3 separate regions of the Hordeum vulgare genome follow, and all the other regions are linked to region 1. A link is a contact called in public Hi-C data. All regions are on one chromosome and are shown on one strand. Each heading gives the region's core, a stretch centred on a gene start, on an enhancer-like site or on the middle of the called end of the contact. The rest is flanking DNA. Distances are from core to core; before and after follow the strand shown. Region 1 holds the start of LOC123441325. Region 2 holds the start of LOC123441268 (sorting nexin 2B-like). Region 3 holds the start of LOC123441336.

What was found. A called contact is a pair of places that touch in the nucleus more often than the background predicts.
Region 2: a Hi-C map of an unstated tissue shows a contact between it and region 1, with 6 times the contacts expected there. The contact joins the promoter of LOC123441268 here to the promoter of LOC123441325 in region 1. A contact is called at or near these places in 3 of 6 Hi-C or Micro-C datasets (leaf, seedling and an unstated tissue).
Region 3: a contact with region 1 is called in a Hi-C map of leaf, with 4 times the contacts expected there. The contact joins the promoter of LOC123441336 here to the promoter of LOC123441325 in region 1. A contact is called at or near these places in 2 of 6 Hi-C or Micro-C datasets (leaf and seedling) and 1 of 1 datasets of contacts at active chromatin or transcription factors (embryo).

Annotation. Positions count from the first base shown.
Region 1 is chr1H:413,188,665-413,192,893 of MorexV3_pseudomolecules_assembly, reverse strand. LOC123441325 reads left to right here and starts at 1,997. Exons shown (of 2, transcript XM_045117809.1): 1 at 1,997-2,218; 2 at 2,267-2,670. The coding sequence starts at 2,199. The coding sequence ends at 2,666. All of the region lies in intron 1 of LOC123441308, which reads left to right.
Region 2 is chr1H:412,744,401-412,748,629 of MorexV3_pseudomolecules_assembly, reverse strand. LOC123441268 (sorting nexin 2B-like) reads left to right here and starts at 1,719. Exons shown (of 5, transcript XM_045117756.1): 1 at 1,719-2,810. The coding sequence starts at 1,866.
Region 3 is chr1H:413,448,406-413,452,634 of MorexV3_pseudomolecules_assembly, reverse strand. LOC123441336 reads right to left here and starts at 1,996. Exons shown (of 2, transcript XM_045117819.1): 1 at 1,838-1,996; 2 at 1-73. The coding sequence starts at 41.

The DNA.
Region 1 (4,229 bases), core at 748-3,247:
ACCTGACCACACATTTCCATGCAAAAATGGATGACTTATAAGTTTTAAGTTGGGGTGGATTATAAGTTAGGATGACTTATAAGTTGGGTCTGTTTGACAAAATAAGTCACTTTTTACACTTTTTAATTTATAAGTTGATGACTTATTTGGAACCAAACAGCCTCTAAGAGTCAGCTCTAGCACGTGATCCTAAGTACTTTGTGAGAGTAAAAGATGGATCATATAATAAAAAAAATACTTTTATAATCAACTATTATACATGTTAGCTATAAGATGAGTTATAGGTGACATGACAATGCCTTATAGGCAGCAGCTGGCTATACTATTAACCATGCTCTTAGAACGTTCATGTACTGCTGGTACTGGAACAGAACGATGTAGTCTCTGTCGACCCTAGGGTTGCAATTGCAAGAGCCTGCGGCAATGGTAGCCATTTCCAAGCTTTGTGTGATGAATGAACGAATGGACGACGATGGATACGACGACACGGCCGCTACGTCGACCGGCCCATGTGATTGAAAACTGTATATTTTTGGCAGGTTACTGTGCTCAGATATGGGCACAGTCACAGCATCGTTCTACTCATAGTCTTCGTGCATATGATTACGTGTCACGTCACCATATACATATCCTCTCCCGCCCATGCCTCAGCGTTTATCCTGTTATTATTATTATTTATTTATTTTATTTGGCGCTCCACTATCCTTGCGATTCGAACGAACACATGCACTGCCAAGCCACGACGCCTACATCACCGTACTTTCGGTGCAAAGAAGATGCGCGGTTTCTCATTTTTGAATACGGCGGGGCCGACGGGGGAAACAAAATGGAGACACGCCGTGCATGACGACGACCATGAATGCAGTGTCAGCGGCGACACAGGTGTTTTGGATCGGTGTCGGGCGCTGGCCTACCAAACTGACCATACATGCAGTGTCAGCGGCGATGCAGGTGTTTTGGATCGGTGTCGGAGGCTGGCCTGCCAAATTGGCCGTGCCCCGTTTGATCTGTCTTTTTTTTTTTCTTGAAAGATTCGGGTTTATTAGCTTCATTGAATTAGGAGAAAGCAAGCGGAATCGAGCGATCGTGGCCACGAAGAGCGTGCTACACGGAGGAAAACAGAAAAACGAAAGGAAAAAAATAAGACTGGAGCGACAATTTATCTTGCGACATCTTCTCCAAAAGGGGCTCTAAACAGCATGCGCCCGCCAGCCTCCACTGCTCCAGATCACCGCTGATGGCACGCAGGATGTCCTCAATCCGTGGCAACTTATCCCTGAAGATGCAGGCATTTGGTTCCTTCCAGATCTCCTAGGCGATCATCAATAACATCGATTTAGACGACCGCTTGAATCCAGTCGGTGTGAGGCCGATCATTTGCCGGCAGTGCTTGAGGGAGACGTGGCGCACCCACTACAGGAATCAGGCATTTTTGCCGTCAAGACATTACAGATGACAAATTTTTTGCCGTCAGCCCATGACGATAAACAATGTCGTCAGACTATGTGCCCGCGAAGCGTATTTTTGCTATCAGCATTTGTTCGGAAAGACGACAAATTTTTTGCCGTTAGTACAAACGCTTTGACGTCATCTATTATAAGACAGACGGCAAAAAAAAAAGCACAGTGATCTAACGGACGGCGTCAATTGTTTGCCATCAGCCGGACCAAAATGCCAGATGGCAAAAAGTTTTTGCCGTCAACAAAAATGATAGACGAAAAAAATGCACTTTACAAAAAATGGTAAACCAACAATGTACACGTAGGCCAAAATCTAAAAACATAAATTTGTTTGAACTGCCAATATCTTCTACGAAAAAGGCACAAAAAGCCTGGAAACTACTCCCTCCGTTCCTAAATATAAGTTTTTTAAGCGATTTCACTAAGGATCTACATACGAAGCAAAATGATTGAATCTATACTCTAAAGTATGTCTATATACATCCGTATGTAGTCCTTTTAGTGAAAGCTCTTAAAAGACTTATATTTAGGAATAGTCAACCAGTGCATGCAAATTTACACAAAGAACCTGCATTAGAACAAGTACTAAAGCAGTCTTAGCATATTACATAAAGCACCCTGGAACTACAAATAAAAAAGCAATCCGATCCCTGGTCTTCTTCTCCACTCAATCGTCACGGTTCTAGGTTCCGCGTGGAGCTGCTCGGGTGACGGGGGAGGGCAGAGGCCGGGGTCGCCATGGCCGGCCGCGTGCAACTGCTGGAACGATGGGGAGGGCGGGGCCGACAGCGCCATGGCCGGCCGCGTGCAACTGCTGGAACGATGGGGAGGGCGGGGCCGACAGCGCCATGGCCGGCCGCCTGCAGCTACTTGCGCGACGAAGTGGACGCGGCATGTGGCGCCATGGCCGGCAGCGTGTGGCTGCTCGAGCGATGTAGTGGGACGGGGCCGACAGTGCCATGGCCGGCCGCCTGCGGCTGCTCGCTCGATGGGGTGGGACGGGTCCTGCGGCGCCATGGCCGGCCGCTTGCGGCTGCTCGATCTACGGGGAGAGCAGGGGCTGGTGGCGCCATGGCCGGCCGCATGTGGCTTCTCGAGCGACGGGGAAGGCTGGGGCAGGCGGAGCCATGGCCGGCCACCTACGGCTGCTTGGGACGGGGGACTGCGAGCCGAGGCAGGGCCAGTGGTGGAGGGGTGGGATGTTAGCAGGATAAGGGGGAGAGAGAGTAGTGGGGACGGGTATGGGGTGGGTGGGGTCGGTCGTGTGGGGCATGGGCGGGACAGACGGCATGCGTTTTCGGGATCCGCGAGATGTGTTTTTTCTTTGCCGTCTACAGATATTTTTACAGTCGGCAAAATATATTTGCTGTCATCAGTTTTCCTTAGAGACGGCAAAAAAAGTGATTTTTGCCGTCTTTCATTGTTTTACAGACGGCAAAATATGTCTTTGTCGTCTGCATTTTATTTACAGACGGCAAAATATGTCTTTGTCGTCTGCATTTTATTTACAGACGGCAAAATATGTCTTTGTCGTCTGCATTTTATTTACAGACGGCAAAATATGTCTTTGCCATTTGTTATTTTTTACCGTCAGCAACTGACGGCAAAGACCACTTTTACCGTTTGTATCGATGAAAAGCTGACGACAAAGATCTTCATAGACGACAAATTACGTGATTCCTGTAATGACCTCTTGTTTTTCCTTTATGGCCGGAGAGCCGACCTAGGTGGGCGCCTTCTACCATATAAAAAAGGAGAAGGTGCAGTCCCATAGGAGGTGCATTGAGCTCTCCAAATTTCTGACACAGAGGAAAAAGAAAAGAAAAAGGAAAGTGTGCACACCTTCCACGTGAAGCAGACACTTCAGAGTTCAGAATGCAGCGCCACTGTGCTCTTTTTTGAATCAGACGGTGATTTCAGAATTGACTCAGAGCACAACTCATGTGCTTCCAAGCCTTAGGTGCTCCCGTGATACGTGCTCTCATGAAAGGAAGTAGGTTTTGGAGATGTGCGCAATTACATGACTTTTGGGGGTCCCAACTTTGGGCGAGCTTCTCCGGTGACCGTTGGATCTTAGATCCAGTGACCAAGTTTGCGTTGGAGCGCTTGAGCTTAGGTGTTCCCGTGGTGTCTGGTATTTTTCCCATTCACTTAGTGATCCATTTTTGGATGTATTTGTTGCCTCTTGCTTGCTAGTATACTCTTTGGTGATTCTTGATAAGGACATCTTTTGACTCGGCAATTTGGATTCCGGATAATGTCTCTAACCCGGAGCCACACAATAGGTGAGAAAAATGGAAATGAAACACATTTTTTAAGGTGATCCCAAATCCTCCTTGTCGATTATCAATGTCCTCAATCTTGGGCTCATTCTGACTAAAATTTAACTATGAAATGAAAATGTTAAAAAAAGACACATTTTTCTTACTAACAGGAAATATTTCTTTCTAGAACTTAACAAGAAATCTCATAACAAGGATTTTTCTTCTTACCAACCCAAAATGACTTCATGTTGATATTTTTACTATCTATATGCCTTTTTTAGTTTAATAAGATGCATTAATTCTCACGAATGCATTATCTCTATCATCTTTGCCTTTCCACTAACAAGGCACAAGTGTCTTTGGCAAACGGTCATTAACACTTTGCAAGTCATCAGTGAGGGGTGAAATATTAGATGCTCCCGGAGCTCACATGTCCCCATGCTCCGCGAGCACCCGGGCGGTCACTAATTTGATTTGCATGCAACCACAGGACCCCCGAGGGGTT
Region 2 (4,229 bases), core at 470-2,969, 440 kb after region 1:
CGTTTGAACCTCAGTGCCAAGGATTCGTATAATCCCGTATGTCATTCCCTTTGTCCTTCGGTATGTTACTTGCCCGAGATTCGATCGTCAGTATCCGTATACCTATTTCAACCTCGTTTACCGGCAAGTCTCTTTACTCGTTCCGTAATACAAGATCCCGCAACTTACACTAAGTTACATTGCTTGCAAGGCTTATGTGTGATGTTGTATTACCGAGTGGGCCCCGAGATACCTCTCCGTCACACGGAGTGACAAATCCCAGTCTTGATCCATACTAACTCAACTAACACCTTCGGAGATACCTGTAGAGCATCTTTATAGTCACCCAGTTACGTTGCGACGTTTGATACACACAAAGCATTCCTCCGGTGTCAGTGAGTTATATGATCTCATGGTCATAGGAATAAATACTTGACACGCAGAAAACAGTAGCAACAAAATGACACGATCAACATGCTACGTCTATTAGTTTGGGTCTAGTCCATCACATGATTCTCCTAATGATGTGATCCCGTTATCAAGTGACAACACTTGCCTATGGCCAGGAAACCTTGACCATCTTTGATCAACGAGCTAGTCAACTAGAGGCTTACTAGGGACAGTGTTTTGTCTATGTATCCACACAAGTATTGTGTTTCCAATCAATACAATTATAGCATGGATAATAAACGATTATCATGAACTAAGAAATATAATAATAACTAATTTATTATTGCCTCTAGGGCATATTTCCAACATATACATCCGTATGTAGCCACCTAGTGGAACCTATTAAAAGATTTATATTTAGGAAAGGAGAGGTACTTCGTATTTAGGAATGAAGCGAGTACTACCAAGTAGAGTTTTATTTGGTATAGTACATCGTTTTTAAATAAAATACTCCCTCCGTTCCTTAATATAAGTCTTTTAAGAGATTTTACTAGAGGACTACATACAAAGCAAAATAAGTGAATATATACGTTAAAATACGTCTATATACATCTGTATGTAGTTCTCTAGTGAAACCTCTAGAATGACTTATATTTAGGAACGGAAGGAGTAATTAAAATGAGATTCAATGCGGTTCTGTTTTGCTTGGGAATCGTTTTCCACCCGCGTGCCGGCCGAACCGACGCGCCGGTCGCCCCCTGGCGCGTGTGGGCCCTTGTAACATTTTTGCCATCCGCGCGCTTCTACGGTCAATGGATGCAACATTTTTCGTCTAAATATGTTGCAACTTGCGGCATTTTTGCTGCAAGCGTTTTTTACTATATTTTGTCTCAGTAAAAAAGCTGCATATACGTTTGGTTGCAACTCTAGTTCGTCGGATTTTTTGTTACAATCGATGTTTTTTACTTTTTGCTACAACCATGTTAATTTTTGCTACAACCGGCATCATGTTTTGCTGCAACCGTTCACTAAAAAGTTGCATACACGTCACGTAAATTTTTATTACAACCGGCGTTTGACTTTTGCTATCACGTACCATCAGCTTGTTTTTTTGCTACGATCATGTAGATATTTTTTTTGCTACAAATTTTATTTTTTTGCAACCGTTAAAAAAATTTGTTGCATGACATCAAAATTTTACTGCATAGGGACGAAAATGTTACATACGGATCCAACGATGCGGACGAAGCCCAAAATCTGGGCCGGCGCGCCGGCGCAGATCACCCCTTTTGCTTTTGCTTGCGTGCACGGTAACCCCAGCTCGCAGTTCGCACCCGCCACGACGGGGCCACGTGAGCGTGTCCTCCCGTGTCCCAACCCAACCACGCGGTAACCCCACCGCAACAAACCGCCGGAACCTTCGTCCTCGCCGCACCCCCATCCCCACGCCCTCCACTCTCCGGCACCCGCGCGCTCGCCCCGCCGTAACCCTTGCCATGATGTCTTCCTCGCCGCCCGCCGGCGCCGCCGACGGCGACGGCGACATGGAGACGCTGCCCCTCGCCGCCGCCTCCGACTACGCCTCCGTGGCCTCCACCTTCGACCCCCTCCTCTCCACCTCCTCGCCCCCCTCCCCTCCCACCCCCGCCGCCTTCCCCCTCTCCCGCGCCTCCTCCTCCTTCGTCGACCCTCCCTCCTACGCCGACGTCGCCGCCTCCTCCCCGCGCTCCGCCTCCGCCTCCTCCTCCGCCTCCCCGAGATCCGCGCGCGCCGCCACGTCCGAGTACTCCTACATCGCCGTCTCCGACCCGGAGACCGAGGCCGAGGCCGCCGCCACCTCCCTCGTCCCCGGATCCGGCCCCACCTACATCTCCTACCTCGTCACCAGCGCCCGTCGCGGCGACCACCGCCGCCACTCCGTCCGCCGCCGCTTCCGCGACTTCGTCACCCTCGCCGACCGCCTCGCGGAGTCTTTCCGCGGCAACTTCGTGCCCCCCCGCCCAGACAAGAACACCGTCGAGAGCCAGGTCATGCAGCGCGACGAGTTCGTGGCCCAGCGCCGCGCAGCTCTTGAGAGGTACCTGTGGCGTCTCGCCGAGCACCCCGCGATCGGGGCCAGCGACGAGCTGCGCGTGTTCCTGCAGGCCGAGGGCAAGATGCCGCTGCCGAGCAGCACTGACGTTGCCTCGCGCATGCTCGATGGCGCAGCGCGGCTGCCAAGGCAGCTGCTTGGGGAGGAGGCGGTGGCCCCGCCACAGGACGTGGTTCAGCCGGCCAAGGGCGGGAGGGACCTGCTGCGGATATTTAAGGAGCTGAAGCAGTCGATGGTGACCGACTGGGGTGGCGTGAGGCCACCACTGGTGGAGGAGGACAAGGAGTTCCTGCAGAAGAAGCAGAAGATGCAGGATTGGGAGCAGCAGCTCAGTAGCGCATCGCAGCAGGTAATTTTCCGGACATCTTTCTTAATATATAAGCACGCTGCTGAACTGCATGGTCTCGATCATACACCACCAACACATTACTACAAGTCATTGTACATTTTGAAGACAAAAGTTACAATCTTACGACGCAATGATCATATGCTTGCAACATCGTTCCTGCAAGTAATATTTCTCTTGTGCTAAGAGGGTACTACACCTTAAACTGGTATCATCATTGGTCACTTTATCAAGAATCATAATGCCTTGTACCACTAAGAGCATCTGAAATGGTGTGTATCCAGTTTTATTTAAGGGAGGTAGAATGTGCAGGTCATCTAATGGAACGACCTCTCCAATAAGGTTTTATACTTAGGTTGTTTCTTAATTCTTCAGTTTCTCAATCTGTTTGTCATCGGGATTGGGAGATATTACGTACACGAAGATAGGTACAAAAATCCTCTACTTTGACATGTACTCCCTCCGTTCCTGAATATAAGTCTTTTTAAAGTTCCTACTAGGAGACCACATACGGATGTATATAGACATGCTTTAGAGTGTAGATTCACTCATTTTGCTCCGTATGTAGTCTTCTAGTAAAATCTCTATGAAGACTTATATTTAGGAACGGAGGGAGTAGTTGTTTGCTCAGTATCGTGTATCTCATGCGAGATAGAAGCTACCTCATTCAGGGAATAAAAATCCTAACTCGCCATCCTCCACCTCATCCAAATGCTGAGCTGTGGAGAGTTTGGAAGCAAGTGGGTGGGCTATGTAGGGAAGCATTTGACGGAATCGTGTTTTTGCCGTATTATTAAGGCTACATGTTAATGAAGACGTGTTTTTGTCGTATTAGTAAGGTTATTACATGCAGTTTTAGCTCTTAAGTTATGGGAGTCGATGGACGAAGAAGATATGGAAAGGGAAGAAAAGACACATCTTAAATAATTATCACACATTCGGATAGCTATTGGTGGTAATGAATCACAACTTTTTTGTGTGAAAATAAGGTGCCTCTGCCTCTTGACCTCCATGCTTGATTACACAGAGAAGTGACAGCCTGCAAGTTTTAGTCTCATTTGTGCCTTATGCCCGGATAATCAGCTAGCCACAGATGTCTGTTATCTTACAAGGTACATGTTTACAGCTCTTGCCGGCCAAACATGAGTGTGAATAAGAGTCGCGTGTCAGCTTGCATATTGTTTGTTCTATGCAAAATGTTCAATTCTATAAAAAAAGGTTCAATGCTTTTGCATATTTATGACTTTACTTAAAGCTGGTTCAGTCGACTAGACAAATGTTTGCTTTCTTCCCTTTGCGACCGGCTGGTGAAAATGAGAGCACATCACTATGTTTTTCTGGGTTTAGCGAGGGTAAGCCATATACACCACCCCAGCGACCATTATGGTTGGGATCCATTTTTCGGGTATCATTGTGGGCCTA
Region 3 (4,229 bases), core at 747-3,246, 260 kb before region 1:
GCTGCCCTATCCTTTGCCTTGGATTTGGACGCAGACGGCATTTCGGAAACAAATAGCCGAAAGGTTGTTTTACCTGCAGTCAAGTTTCAACAAAAATTATCACTCCAGTCAAATATATGTAGCTTCTTTTCTACCAAAAATGATAACTATACCCATCTAAGCATTATAGTTTATAGATAGAAACTTCAGACGATTGATTAAGAAGTTGTCATCTGAATAATCACGATATGCATGGTCGACAATGAGTGGAGTATGAGATTTTCAACGGAACACAAGTATAGATATCCAAGGACCAAGAAACACGCACTACGATCCTAGCATTTGGCAGTTTGGCCCAGTATTCATTAGCGCTCCTCACCTTGACATGCTGATCAATAGCATCACAATCTGTGCTTGGATAAGCATAGCTCAATTAGCTACGTTTGGAAAGTATTCATCTGACCCAATAGAATTTATATTAAACAAAATACCAGCTATTAAGGATAAAAAGGAAGCGTTGCTCTCAAACAAAGTAGAACGATTCAAACTGTTGCAACTAAGTGCCTCTTCCTGGCAGTGGTTCTAGATAAGAGATGTTTCGTACAGTTGCATGCATGTCAAAAATCATGAAAACTAATGCAGTGCATCAAAAAACTCTTGAAATTAAACAATGAGAACCAACTTGATTGTTTCAATAACAAAAGCTAATTTTTGTTACGAAGTGCCTGGAGACAGATAAAGCTAAAAGGGGGCAAAGGCTCTCAGGGAATAATAATATATTTCATTCCAGTGACACATATTTACAGTTGCATTACTTCCTTATTATTGCTGTTTATTTTTCATTTGGCATATCCAATGCAACCTTTTCCCCGTTTTATCTACGAGAGCAAAGAAGACATAAATTTATAGTTTACACACACCGGAGCACAAAGTAGCAACAAGAGAAACTGAAGCGTTGAAATGTGTTCATCTACCCCAGTCTACAAGTTCCAAACACCAAGGCTGACCCAACCGTCCGTTACTTGCAAAAATTAATTCACTAGCGTCATATTACAGCTAACATCACAGCAATTAAGAGGCCCGGTAAGCCACTAGCGAAAGCATACTAAGTTGCCAACATGGCAAGTACTGCAGATTTACTCTGCTATATAAAGCAGCTAAAAGAGATGCGTTATGGCGCCACTTCCGGTTGACCGCAACCTTTCTTCTGGCATACAAGCTACATTAAATTGTGGCTGGTTATCATATAATGAACTAACAGAATACGACAATCGACACATAACGACAACGCTAGCGATCAGCGTATTTACGCGTCAATAAATATGGGACGGAGGAAGTGCAATACATAACAGGACAAGTAGTTTCGACGTACGAGTTGCTTGCAGCAGTAGCTTTAAAACAAGGTTTTGCATTCCCATGGTCCTACAAAACCTAATCTTCAGCCAGGAAACAAACAGGGAAATTATCCCCTCCTTCCTATAAAACGGGAACAACACAGCTGCACCATGGTTTTCCCTGATACACGACGAACGGAGGGGGAACCCCTGAAATCCAAGCACCTCCGAAATTGACAAACAATTGCCGACGCGGGGCATCACCCTAGCCCGCGGGGCAAGCGCCCCTCGGCCTCCGAAGCCACCCGGCCGTCGAATAGCGCGATCCCGTGGCGCGGGACCGCCGAGGCCGCCCGAATTCAGCGGCGGGCACGCCGCCCGGCCACGCGCCGGGCGCCGCGCTAGGGCGGGCCGCATTCCGCCGCGCCCCTAGATCAAACCGCGGGGCCGGACGCCACGCTCCGAACCGAATCGATGGAGAGAGGGATCGGGGGAGAGGGGGGGAGGGGAGCGGAGGGGCTTACCGGAGGCGGCGGCGGGAGGGGCGTAGGGTTTTGGCTGCGGCGGCGGCGGCGGCGGCGAGATCGAGAGGGGCGGGGAGGGATTTGGAGGGTGGGGCGAGTTAGGGTTTGGTTGACGCGGGTGGGGGGAGGGGCGAGGGGGGGAGACGAGGGGCGAGCGAGGGAATGACAGAGGAAGGGAAGGGAAGGGAGGGGAGGGGGTCGATCGGGTGGGGGCTTGCGGCTGGCTTGCGTCGCCTGCCTGTGCTTCTGGGTTGGGTTGGGTTGGGTTGGTTCGGCCTGGTCTCGTTTGTTTCGCCTGTGGCCGTGGCCGTGTGGGTGGGGCTGGCAAGACGCATGCGTCCGTCTCCGCCCGCGCCTGCCGCCACAGCAGCATCCACAGCCGTAGATCTCGGGTCTTCGGGTGGGGAAGAAAATTCGCCAGATGGAAAAATGGATTTGTTCAAGCCCGCTCCATATTAGACCAGCACCGGCCCAAAAGACAAACCGGCCCTCTTAAGCGCTCCATCTTGCTTGGGCTCGATGGATTAGGGAGCGGAACCTATTCAAAGAAAGAGGTCATATTGTCCGAAATCATTAGTTAAAGAGCATCTTTTTTTTAAGGAGCACCTTTTGTAAAGACCACTTTCATTATCTTTGGTTGCGTTAAGTGACCGCACTGGGAGTTTTTACTTTTTTCGTAGATTAGATTATTTAAAATATTTTATCTTTTAAATCATGCGTTTAAATTTTAAATTGTTTTTACCGTTGCATTTCTCGTATCGAGATCTTCAGACTAATCATATGTTGATAGGTTTTGATAAACTTTTTTTTATGAAAAAACCCGAACCGGAAGTACTTTTTTCGTGAGGCATGACACTGCCTCTCATAGAAGCAAATCAGTGCCTCTCATGAAAGAAAAAAATATTTTTTCTTTTTTTTTGAACAAAAGGGGTTTCCCCCTGCCCCATCTTTATTCAAAATGAAGCAACAGGGTCTTACATATCCATCAACCAGCTAGGACGAAATTAAAAGACTACCTAAAACAGATTAGGCGAACCAGGAGTGCAATTTTAGCAAGTACAGCGAAGAGGCAAGCATAGATCTTTTATTACGGACAAAAATAAACTACTAAGCCCCCCTGCTCCCTCCCAGCATCATCTTCATGCGATACGAAGCAATTCCCCACGTCTCTTGTTCAGCAGACTGATGAAGTCCCGCAGCAGAGTTGCTTGAGCATCGGTGAACAAAATCTTCCACTGATTTATATAGATGTCCAACTTTGCAAGAATGCATTTTACACTTCTCCAGGATCGGCCCTCGAAACAAAATTCATTTCTCAGCTTCTAGATGCTCCACAAGGAGGTAGCAACCATCATGTTTATCACAGCATTAGCCTTAGTATTATTCCACAGCAGTATAATATCATCAAAACTCAAAATCTCTGGTTTGCTAAGCGCTGCAGACAGGAAACCCCATAGTTGTGTAGCAACTACGCAATCAAAAAACAGATGTTGCACTGATTCTTTACAGCTACGGAATAGGCAAGTAGCATCTTCCACCAGCCTACGCTTTTCCAGATTATCCCTTGTTAACACCTTGTTATGCACACACAACCAAAGAAAAACGTGAATCTTTTGTGGGCAGATCACTTTCCACAGATTATCTCCAAAGGGAGAAACCACACCCCCAAAATTAATTTGGCTATAAAATGATTTGACTGAGTATATCCCATTTGGCTCTAACTTCCAGATCGGGAGATCAGGACCATTTGATAAAGTTTCTTGGCTTACCACCTCAACAAGGCGGTCCCAGAGAGCTAAGCCTGCCTGATCCACACATCTTCCGAATGCCAATCTCAGTATATTCCCATCCCAGACCTGGGCTACCGTACAGTCAGTTTGATTACAAAGTTCAAATAATTTCCAAAATTGGACTTTCAGGGAACAATCCCCAACCCAAACATCATGCCAGAAATTAATTGATTCTCCATTACCCAGTTTCCATTTATAAAAGACTTTTGCTCTAGCTAAAGCCCATGTGACACTCTTCCAAAAGATTAAGCCACTATTACCCCCACTCCAGAGGATGTTTGAGGAGTTTACCATATATGTGTACTTAATAATTTTCTTCCAGACCCGGTCTGACTCATCCAAATAACGCTTACCCCATGAAGCCAACAAGGCCATATTAAACTCTTTCAGATTAGGGATCCCTAAACCTCCATATTCTTTCTTCCTCGTAATCTGCCCCCACCTAGCTAGGTGATATTTATGTTGGTCATCTAAATCTCCCCAAAAGAAATGTGCCATTTGGGTATTGATAGCATTAATCGCCCATTTTGGGAATCTAATCACACACATAAGATAGGAAGGAATACTAATGATACGGGCACAAAGCAAAACAATTTTCCTCT